3 separate regions of the Sus scrofa genome follow, and all the other regions are linked to region 2. Evidence: chromatin contacts called from public Hi-C data. All regions are on one chromosome and are shown on one strand. Each heading gives the region's core, a stretch centred on a gene start, on an enhancer-like site or on the middle of the called end of the contact. The rest is flanking DNA. Distances are from core to core; before and after follow the strand shown. Region 1 holds the start of RASGRP2 (RAS guanyl releasing protein 2). Region 2 holds the start of SF1 (splicing factor 1). Region 3 holds the start of CDC42BPG (serine/threonine-protein kinase MRCK gamma).

Region 1 (3,452 bases), core at 698-3,197, 34 kb before region 2:
AGCACAGATGCTGGAGGATGCTGAATGCCCTTTCCCGCCCTCCGAGCTCCCGCCACGCACACGCTCTCGATGTCGATGAGGCTGCTGTGACGGCGGTTCCCTTCCTGGTCTAGTAGAGCCTTCAGCTCCTTGATCTGCTCAGCGAGCTCAGGATTCAAATCAAACTCCGCTGGGAATGCTGAGATCCAGTACCTGGTGGAGGCTCAGAGTCACCCAAGGCAAGCCCTTCTCCCACCATTCCTTGGGACGGTGGCTCCCCGAAAAGGGGGAAAGAGCCTCAAAATGGGGCTCCCCTCACCCAGCTCTTTACTTTCCGCCCCCCCCCCCCGGGCAGATCAGAAGACAGGACCCGGGCCAGGACCGGGAAGGGGCAAGCCCGGGGCAGCCCACCCACCATGGACAGGGCCAGCGTTCGAACCCACACGTCCAACTTCCAGAATGGGCTAGTTCAGGCCAGTCTGAAGCCTGAGAGAGTGGAGGAGAGGACAGAGACCCAAGAGGAAGACTCACCTGACCAGATGGCACGTTTTCACCTGCAGCGAACTGGAGTTGTCCTTCCGGGATTGTTGGTAGGTGAAGGAGAGTTAAGGAAAACAAGGATGGGGCCTTACCCTAGCAAGGGAGCCAGGGATGGGACCCGGGTTCTGGAGGGAGGCTGAGGGCAGCGACTGATTCTGGGAGAAACTCTGGGGGTGAGGTCTGGGGCCCGGTGAGGCTCAAGCTCCAGAAACAGGCTGAAGGCAGAGGCGAGCTTTGTGAGGGTACATGGGTGGAAAGGGGGCTAGGCTCTGGGAGAGGCTGAGAGCGGGACCTGGGTTCTGGGAGCAGGGACAGGTCCTAGGCTGTAGGGAAGGGGAGGGCGAGGCCTAGGTTGGGGGGCAGGGGGCGGGGCCTTAGTCCTGAGGGGCGGGAAGGGGTGGAGCCTATGCCCTCGAGGGAGCCTGGGCCAATCCCAGGACGTGGGAGGGGCCCACGATCTAGGACCCAAGCCCATCCTCTACCCCCACTGGGCAGCGGGGCGGGCGGAGCTAGTTTATGGACTCGGACCGCAGGGCCCTTGGCGTGGATGGCGAAGGATATATGTGGAGCAGTTTCGCCGCCAGCTGAGAGGAAGGGATGTACCAGGGGTGCATCATGAGGAACATACGCACCAGCTGCGGGTCCCGCACCTTCCCGGAGTCATCTAACTCCGAGGGGTCAAAGAGAAGCGAGGTGACCCTTGGTCCAGCAGCCGTGGTCCCTAAACCCTAGCCCGCAGCCTGCCGGGTATCTGGCCCTGGCCATCTCCCGCCTTCCCAAAGCTCCAAAACCAGGAGGCAGATTATAAAGACAAGGTCAGTTGGGAGAGGGATAAGGCAGGATCCAAGGAGAGAAGCGTCAGAGTGGGGCTCGCAGTCCGGAGGGGAACCAGCTGGGGCGGAAGAAGCCTGGGTTCCCCGGGGTCAAGAATCCAGAGGTCATTTCCTGAGTGCTGGGGGAAAGGGGCACCCCCTCACCAGATAAACCGCCCCCCATCAGCCGGAAACAGCTCCCAGGCCGGAGATAGCCAGTTCCTCCGGATCCCCCAGGGACACAGATACTGTTCCTCTGTGTGTCAGAGTCTGGGGACCCTGTCCCTCCCTTCAACCCTGGCATAATAAGGAAGGGACACATTTCATCTTTCTGCAGCATGTGGATCTCTCTGCCCTGTGATGAAGAGGAGACTTTCCCTAGAGGCTTTGGCACGAGGAACTGGGTGGGTCCGGGACAGAGGTCTGCCCTGGGAGGCAGGAGCCCGGGTTCAGGCTCCCGGCTGGGCTCAGGCTGGGTGTGTCCTCCGGTGCCACTCACCGAAAGCTTCGATGCAGCCACGGAGCAGCTCCTCCACGGTGCAGCCCTTGTCCAGGTCTAGGGTGCCCGCCATGGCCGCCGGCGGGGTAGGCTGGGCCAACTTGCGCTCCGGGAGCCTCCCACGGGGCTCGGACCGGACCCCTGTCCGGAGACAGGCAGAGCGGGAGTGTGAGGAGGCGCGGGCCGGGCGTGCGGCCCCGTGGGCAGAAACGGGGCGGGGCGTGCACGCCCCCTGCTGGGCAGGGGCGGAGTCGTCCGCCGCGGCCACTCCCGGGGTTAAACGGTCTGGTCCGGGATGGTGCAACCCACCAGTTGGGAAACAAACCGGCCGAGAAGCTTCCGGCCCACCCTTGGAGTCGCGGGAGGACTGAGGGACTCCCCGGGGATGGAGACGAGTCAGGACTCTGGGGGCTGGGTGGTGTCGCAGCCCCCTCTCCCCGTAGGCCCTCTCGTCCTCAAGTCCTCTCCCCAGAGGCACCTGCAGCACCCCGCAGCCCGGTTCTGCGCCCCTCCCGCTTCCCTCCCTCCACAGCTTCCCTTCCCCCGCAGGGTTATTTTGGGAACCCAGAGCCTGAGGGGACCTCGGAGGAATTTCTCCCTGGGATGAGAGGGGGGAGGAACCCAGGCGTCCTGCCCGCGTCGCCCCCTCTCGGGCTCCCAGGAAGGGGAGGCGGGGCTGTGGCAGCCCCCAGGGGCCTGCCCTTAGGAGGGGGGCTGGAGTGGAAAGGAACATTCCTGGGAGGGGGGGCGTGGGGGGGGGAGCCCGCTGCGGCTCAGAGGCGTCAGCGGGAAGCCTGAGCCTGGGAACCGCGCGCTCCCAAGCCACCTCCTCCGTGACGGCCCCAAGGATCCCGGCTCAGCCCTTCCGCAGGCCATCTTCATCCTCAGCCCCGACTCCTGACCCAGGCTCCCATACTGCACAGTCGAACTGAATGCACACACAGGCCGTCCACACTCGGGCACGCAGAGTAGGGTGGCCAGAAGGGGGCGCTAGTGCCGTGGGGGGTGAAGTGTGCCTGGTGGAGAGACTCCACCGGCAACTCCAGTCACTGGCAGAGTCAGACGCACCCGTGCAAGAGCAGACACCCATTCCATATACCCAAGGCCAGGAACCCCCCACTGGGGTGCCAGAGTTCTGAGGTTCACAAACAGCCCGGCCTCTGACAATTTCCTCCCATCCTCTCTCACACACACAATGGCCCTCAAACCGCGCACACCTGCACGAAGGAACCCCCGCACACATACCGAGCTCTCAACCCCAAAATGCAAACCCGCTGAAGGGGCCGGCTTCCGGACCTGCTGTTCACTAGAGCCAGGCCAGCCTGGAGCTCTGCAGCCACGACAGCACTGACATCCACACACGTGTGCACACACGCAAGACCGTGCACCTACACGCATGTACACTCTCCCACACATGAACACACCCCGTGGGTGCACACACACGCCCATTTCGCCCCCGCCCCCTTCATCTGCAGTATAGGACCAGCCCTGCGGTCCCAGCTCCCTGACAGTCCTCACCCCTGGACGCTGGCAGAGCCGTGCCTCACCGAAGGTACCCCGCCCCTACACATACTCCCCCAGGCCTGGGGTGGGAAGCCAGGGGCTCCTCTATGGAGTTCTCT
Region 2 (3,821 bases), core at 798-3,297:
TGTTCCCGAGTAAGTCCAGGGGGGATAACTGTAGGCATTCCTGGAATCACTGTCTTCTGTTCCATTGTGTCTTGGTTCCAGCGGCTCCTCTTCCGTTTCTTACTTGGGAAGTCTAAAGAAGAGAAAGTTCATCAGATGCAAATATAAACTACCAGGATAACTTCCGACAGGCAGTTCAGGGTACTAATGGTCCTACACACAACCTCAGCAGACTGTGAAACAGAACGTGACCTAAAATGAAATGGCAAAGAATGAAAGACAAGACACACACACACACAAATATGGCCACTAGAAGGATACCTGGACCAGAGTCTGAAAAGTTAACATTCCACATTTACAGTTTTTGACCACAGAAATTCTGCGAAGCACGAGAACAACCTAAATCTCAACGCACAGTTTCAAGTAGTGAAATAAAGTGTTGAGGACATATATGTATATTACACAGTTGCCCATGAACACATTAACAGCCCCAGAGGCAATAAGAGCAGACTCAATATTCAGACAAGTCCATAAAACAACACTGGGACCTGCTGGCTCCTCCCACTTCCACCTCCCCACCTGTCACCTTTTGAAGGGAGCCAGAACACAACCAACCTTACGGTTACTAAGTGAAAAAGTTCCTTCAGCAAGATCACTTTCTTTCTAAGTTTAGCTAAGATCAGCGTTGAGTTTTCCTGGCCAGTTAGTTGGTCACTTAATGTCTAAAGGATACATCAAAAGGTCAACAAAAAACAAGCTACACAATAGTAGCCAAATCCTCCTACCCTAGTCCACAGGCAGAACTCCCTAGCACTTGGTTCACAAAAGTGTTCCACTTCTCAGGAGCTAGGCCTAAGGGGAAGCCTCAAGAGAGGAAGGCGGGTCAGACTTCTTTTAAGGTACATAAAGGAAGATAAGAAGGAGAATTTCCTTCCCCAAAATGAACCCCCCCACACACACCAAAAAACCGGACCCAACCATCCCCTAAAGACTTTCAATCTCTTTCATTCTCTGCAATGAAAACGCTGCCTTACTGTAGAAACAGAGGAGCTACTCTCTGTACTTTCCTCCCTTTACGACTCTTCTACAACCAGAAAAGGATGTTCCACGTCATCAGTTGACCCTTCCAAGCCCTCCAGACATGCACACCCAGCACCCCATCCACCCACTCGACCCCTCCACACCACTCCCCTACACTAGGAGTGGAGAACAAGAGAGCTCCCGCCAGATTTTAGTGGGGGCCTTAAGGCCCGGCCGCCACACTGCGCCTGCGCGCAACAAACCTCCTCCCGCCGTGCCCCCACCCCTTCCCCTACCGCGCGTGCGCACTCGAGGCCCGAGAACCAGGCCGCGCGCCCCGTGGCGCCTCCGCCCGGGCCTCCCCGTGCGCGCGCGCGCCCCTGCCGCGTGCAGCCGCCGTCGCCACCGCCGCGCGCCCCTCAGCCGGCCGGGCCCATCCGCGCGGCGCCTCTCGCGCTCTCTCGGCCCGACTCACCTCCTCCGCCGCCGGCCGGGCCCGGCTGCTGGTCCTGACGCGGCGGCTGGGGTGGCGGCGGCGGCGGCTGCGGTGGCGACACGCGCTGGTAGAGCGGCGGCGGAGGGGGCGGCTGCGGCGGTGGGTACGAGGAGCCCGGGGAGGGCGGCGGCGGCGGCGGCTGCTGGGGAGGCGGGGGGGCGGCGGCGGCGGCGGCGGCGGTGGCGGAGGCAGCGCCGCGAAGGGAAGGCCGCGGTCAGGGCCCCCACCGAGCCCACAGGCGGGGGCGGCGGCGGCCCGGGCACCAGCAGCCCCGCCCCAGGCCCGGGGGCAGGCGGTGGCCCCGGCTCGAAGCCCCCTTTGGGGCCGGGGATGGGGGGAAGGCCGGGGGGGCCGAGCTTACCCAGCGGCGTGGCGTTCGCTCCAGTCGCCATGGCGCCCCCGGGGACCGGCACCGGCGGCTCCTTTTCGGCGGCGACGGCTTCTCCTTCGTGACTCTTCCGAGGGGAGGGAACCTGACTGCGTTCCGCGGAGCGCGCGGATCCCGTCCTCTCACGCGGCGGGCGGGCGGCGGCGGCGGCGGCGGCGCGAGACGCACAAAGAGGGAGGAGAGAGGGCGCCGCGGGGGCGGGCCGGGGGCGACGGGGCCGGAGCCTGGATTGGCCCGGGCCGAGGCAAGGGGTCGAAATCTGCGGCCTCCGATTGGTGGAGCCTTAGCCCTTCTCGATGTGCGTTGGGATTGGCCGGACCGTTAGGCCTGGCGAGGAAATGGCGGCCGAGCCTGGCGAGCTGGGAGGTGTCGCAGCGCGCACTTCATTTGTTACTGCGCGGACTGAGCTCGGAGTCCAGAAAGGAGGGGATCGGGTGGGGCAAATTCTATGACGTGTGGGGCCAACAGCTCTATCATTGGCTGGAATTGATGGAGTCAATCAATCACGATTGCGTCGTAGTGTCATGGGATTGGCTGTCGCTGTTTCGATTCTTTCTCTACTCCCCTCCCACGGGGAGTAGTCTCGCCGGGTTTAAGCGAGAGGTCGCGCCGGAAAAGCCCAGGCCGAATGAGATTTAAGGTCGGGGAGGAGTGGAGCAAGAGCGCGCATGCGTAGATGGTCAGAGCCGCCTTTCAGGCCCTGGCTTCCCTGTCGATCTTCGGTCCGGCGCGGAAGCCCTAGATGACGTCAATCCTCGATTCCCATGGTAACCCGGAACCGAGGGACGGGGGAGGGGCTGGCGCGCGCCCGTAAACTTGATCCGTTGACGACTCAGGTAAAAGGAGACTTCCTGTTTTCTTTGAAAAAAATTAAAAATGGGGAAAAAAGCTACAAAGTAGAGTCCTACTAAGGGATTAAAAATGGTATCTGAGCCGATGGAGGTACAGGTATCTTAGATAGAAAGCAATATGAAGTTGTCAATTCCGAAAATTGGTTTACAGATACAGTGCATTGGAATTAGAATTCCCAACGTGATTGGGGTTGATTAAATCATGTCATATCAAATAATAACTATGGAAATAGTGGGGAAACTTGTAAATGAGGTTGAGAGGAGCTTGCTTTTCCAGAGGATACGCATATAAAAGATACAATAATGAAACAATGTGGTATTGTTGTGGGAAAGGCAAATTAGTGAAACAGAGAAGTCTGGAAAAAGATTCTCCAACAAGGCAAAGACTTAGCTAGTAAATGGTATAAAAAGTTCTAAATCTCAATAGTAAAACAGACATAGAAATTATCAGGGTCGGAGTTTCCTTCCTGGCTCAGCGGTTAACGAACCCGACTAGGAACCATGAGGATGTGGGTTCGATCCCTGGCCTTGCTCAGTTGGTTAAGGATCTGGCCTCGCCATGAGCTGTAGTGTAGGTTGCAGACACGGCTCCGCTCCTGTGTTGTTGTGGCTGTGGTGTAGGCCGGCAGCTGTAGCTCTGATTCGACCCCTAGCCTGGGAACTTCCATAGGCTGCAGTGTGGCCCTAAAAAAAAAAAAAAAAGAAAGAAAGAAATTACTAGTCATCTATAGGTAGAGTCTTTATGAAGACTTATGAAGACGAGAAACTCACATGAAAGATGTGGAGTTTGCATTGTGGCTCAGAGGTTTAGAAAACTGACTAGTATCATGGATGTGAGTTAGATCCCTGGCCTTGCTAATTGGTTAGGGATTGGGCAATGCCCTGAGCTGTGGTGTACGGTCACAGATGTGGCTCAGATTCCCCCATTGCTGTGGAGATGCAGCTCGGATTTGACCACTAGCCTGGGAACTTCCATATGCCACAGGTGCAGCCTTAAAAAAAGCAAAAATAAATAAATGAATAAATAAATAAAAGGGATATTTGATTACTCAAGAAAGTAACCCAATGATCGAAGTCAACAGACTAT
Region 3 (3,458 bases), core at 370-2,869, 63 kb after region 2:
CGCCTTGCCATAGGGATGGGGGGCTCTGGGCAGGAGCAGGGACACAGGGACAAGTTGGGGCAGGAGCAGAGTGAGTCACCGCCCTGAGAGTTACCTCAGGAGATGTCAACAGACAGGCCCCCACGCTGGGGTCCAAGGCAGAGGTGCCAGAGGCAGGGAGGGAGGAGCACACGTGTGCGTGGGCATCACGGGAGTGATGACAACACAGTCAGACACACACACACACACACACACACACACACACACACGGTGCAGGACTTTCAGGCAGACTGGCAGACAGCAGAGGCAGGGGTCCTCTGGCTGCCCTCATCCTAGGGGAAATGGCTGGGGCCCAACTCTCTGGCCCCCAGCCATGCCAGCCCGGGCCTGGTGCCTGCTTTCAGGAATGCTAGTCGCCCACTGGGCAAACACTCACCCACCCCACCCTCCAGGTCAGGCCCCCATGCCCTCCCTCCATGGCCTGTCTGGGTGTGACCAGAGCCCAGGGCTGGCACCAGTGCCCATGTTGGGTACAGGGTCACGCGGGGCCAGCCACTCCTGGTGACTCAGATGATTCAACCCCAGGAAGAGGTGCAGACCCACCTCCAGCCAGGGCCCCTGCTCCAGCCCAGGAAACAGCCCTCAGGAAGCCCGGCCAGTCACTTGCACACAAAAGGTCTGAGGTTGGTTCCTGCGTCCAGTCTCGGGGGGGTCTTGTGTGCAGGGAAATGGAAGGGGTATGTGTGTTGGGGATGTGTGCAAGTGTGCACTATCTATGGATAGTGAGTGGATAGTGCGTAACAGACAAGTGTGTAACAGAGCCAGCGGGGTGGGTGGTCGGCAGGAAAGTGTCTTCCCTGGGTCTCTCCAGGGAAGTGTCTCAGCGTGTCCATGTGTAAGGTGGGAGCCTGAGAAAGCATGTGTGTCAGTAGGTCCCAGGGGTCTGCGTGTGACAGTGTGTTCTTGTGGGTCATAAGATGTGACATGTGAGCAGGGAATCCTGGCCGTGACTTTGGGCGGAGTGTGTTTTGTGTACCTGTGTCTGGGGTCTTTACCAAGGTTCTGGTTGTCTGTGAGATGTGTTGTGCACATGTGCCGGGTTCTAGGAGTGGGTACAAGTGTGTGTATGAATCCGAGTAGGATAAAGTAAGCAGGTGACCGGGAGGTCTGGGGGCACCTATCAGGGCTAGTGCACGTCATCCGCCAGGGGCAGCGGGGGCGGGGGTTGGGGGCGGAGGGAACCTGTGGGGGTGCGGCTTCCCGCGGGAGGGTCTGTGGGCGTGGGGCGCAGAGGGAGAGGCTCTGGAGCGGTATCCCTGGGGCCACCCCCCGCACCGTCCCGCCGGGGCCACTCACCCCAGTTCAGGAACTGCGCCACGTTGCGCTCCCGCCGCAGGGGGGCGCTGCTGAGCTCGTGGTGCAGCCCCAGCAGCAGATCCAGGAGGCCGTCGAGCCCCGGGCCGCCGCCGGCCTCGCCCCGCGCCAGCCGCTCCAGCGCGCGCAGCCGCCGCTCCATGGCTGCGGCCGGAGCCCCGAGCCCGGGCTAAAGTCGGGCCGCCCGCATGCCCGCCCGTCGGTCCGTCCGTCTGTCGGTCCGCGGGTCGGTCGGCGAGTCTTCCCCCACCCTCCCGCCCTCCCCGCTGTCACCTTCCTCTGCTGCCGCCTGCGCGCCCTCACCTGGGCGCCGCACCCCGCCCTCCGCCCCGCCCCCCGACGGACGGCACAGGTGTGCGCCGGCCAATGGGCTCTGCGACTGGAGGTGAAGGCGCGCGGGGGCGGGGCCAACTCCGGGCCAGGAAGTGGGGGGGCGGGCCCCGAAGAGTAACTCCTGGGCGGGGCGGAGCAAGGAGGGGGGCGTCCCATCGCGGCCCGGACGGCAGTCGGGGTTCTCTCGTGGCGCTAGATTCGGCCCTCCCCGGGCCCTCGCTGGCCCTTATCCTAGGTGGGGGATGCCCAGGGCACTGCAGCTTCCCTCGCCCCCTGGGGCAGGGGCTACCTCTCCCTCAGCGCGGGGAGAGGGGCTGGGGATGCCTGCGGCCCCGGAGCCGGATGGGAGTTGTAGTCCGCTCCCTCCCCGGGATGCCGGCCGCTCAGCACCTCCCTCCGAAAAATTGGCTTGTTTCTCATTCATTTTGTTTGCATAGTTACAGACGACCTGGGAGACGGGGAGATGAGGCAGAGATGGTCACATCCATTTGGCAGATGGACACGCTGAGGCTGGGGAAGGACGAAGGCGAATTGGGAGGCTGGGTGGAGGGAAGCCCGGCAGCTAGAGTGGCGTGGAGCTGGGCTGGTAACTCCACCACAGGCAGGACCTGCGCCTGCCTGGAACTTGAGGGCCAAGGAGAGGTCGAGGCTGGGCTGGAGGAGGTGGGAGAGGGGAGGGACTGACTCTGACCAGTGGTATTTCTGACTTCTGCCCAGCTGTCTCCAGCTGGGCTGGACCAGAGGCCCTGGGGCTGCGGGGCTGTCCAAGAGGAGGGATCAAAGGAGCATTTTAGTGGCTTTAGACAACACATTCTTCCACTAAAAGATCTCCAAGATCTCTTGCTGCCTCCGCCCTCAGATTGGGAACCTTCTTGAGTCCAGACAGGGTTCGTTTGCTAGTGTTGAGGGGGGAGGTGCTCTGTCAGTGTCTGCGCAGCTGAACTGAGCATCTCCGGCAGCACTCAGGGGGCCTCCAGAGGGTCTCCCATTTGATCTCAAGACCTGCCCTGTGGCTTCAGAGCCCAAAGTCTGTGCAGTGGTCTGCTTCACCCAAATCAGTCAGGGGAGGGAAGGGGAGTCAGGACCCAGACTTAAATCTGGGGATGTTGTCATTGTCTCTGTGTCTCCTGGGAGGGAGTGGGGGACAGGGATGGGCGTGGTGTGCGGAACCCTCCCGGCTCTCACCTGAAGCGTTCTAGGCCCTCCCTAAGGAGGCGGGGCAGAGTTCCCACGAGAAACGTTCCCACCCTCTATGACCACAGGGGGGCGCCAGAGACCAGGTGCTCAGGACAGGACCACGTTCCCGGTTTCTCAGGGAACTGGAGGTAGGGAAAGGGTCCTGGGTGGAAGATGGACCTCTGCCTCTCTCTGTCATCCTGACCCCCCGCCCCACCCCATCACGGCTCCAGGGGCCAATAGTCAAGGGCCAACTGGTGAGGCTCGTGGGTCCCAGCTCACTCCCTGTGTGCTGTGACCCTTAGCCTCTCTGAATGCCAAGTTCTCAAACAAGTCCATTCCCTGGCCCTTTAGACTTTGTCCTCACCTAGTACAGCAGAGGGAAACTGAGCCTCAGACAGCAAAATCTGAATCCTGCGGGATCTTCATGGGGCAGAGCTGGCACTCGCCCCCCTCCCCGGCCCATCTGGTATGTGATTCTCTTTGGTCCTGTGTTCATTTTTGTCACATCCTTTTTCCAAGCCTCAGTTGCCTTGCCTGTAAAAGGGGGTTGGATCCCCTGCCCTTTTCTTTGCAGTCGTAAAGTTAGAATTCCC

Evidence for each region. A called contact is a pair of places that touch in the nucleus more often than the background predicts.
Region 1: a contact with region 2 is called in a Hi-C map of skeletal muscle, with 4 times the contacts expected there. The contact joins the promoter of RASGRP2 here to the promoter of SF1 in region 2. A contact is called at or near these places in 8 of 47 Hi-C or Micro-C datasets (blood, brain, heart right ventricle and 2 more) and 2 of 2 datasets of contacts at active chromatin or transcription factors (alveolar macrophages and skeletal muscle).
Region 3: a contact with region 2 is called in a Hi-C map of liver, with 3 times the contacts expected there. The contact joins the promoter of CDC42BPG here to the promoter of SF1 in region 2. A contact is called at or near these places in 1 of 5 promoter capture datasets (liver), 4 of 47 Hi-C or Micro-C datasets (embryonic fibroblasts, fetal liver, liver and 1 more) and 1 of 2 datasets of contacts at active chromatin or transcription factors (skeletal muscle).

What each region holds. Positions count from the first base shown.
Region 1 is chr2:7,423,300-7,426,751 of Sscrofa11.1, reverse strand. RASGRP2 (RAS guanyl releasing protein 2) reads right to left here and starts at 1,947. Exons shown (of 17, transcript NM_001244158.1): 1 at 1,831-1,947; 2 at 1,081-1,183; 3 at 511-573; 4 at 61-192. The coding sequence starts at 1,903.
Region 2 is chr2:7,389,521-7,393,341 of Sscrofa11.1, reverse strand. SF1 (splicing factor 1) reads right to left here and starts at 2,047. Exons shown (of 15, transcript XM_003122587.5): 1 at 1,704-2,047; 2 at 1,640-1,701; 3 at 1,475-1,637; 4 at 1-112. The coding sequence starts at 1,887.
Region 3 is chr2:7,326,392-7,329,849 of Sscrofa11.1, reverse strand. It overlaps CDC42BPG (serine/threonine-protein kinase MRCK gamma), which reads right to left and starts at 1,619. Exons shown (of 38, transcript XM_013994135.2): 1 at 1,336-1,619. The coding sequence starts at 1,495.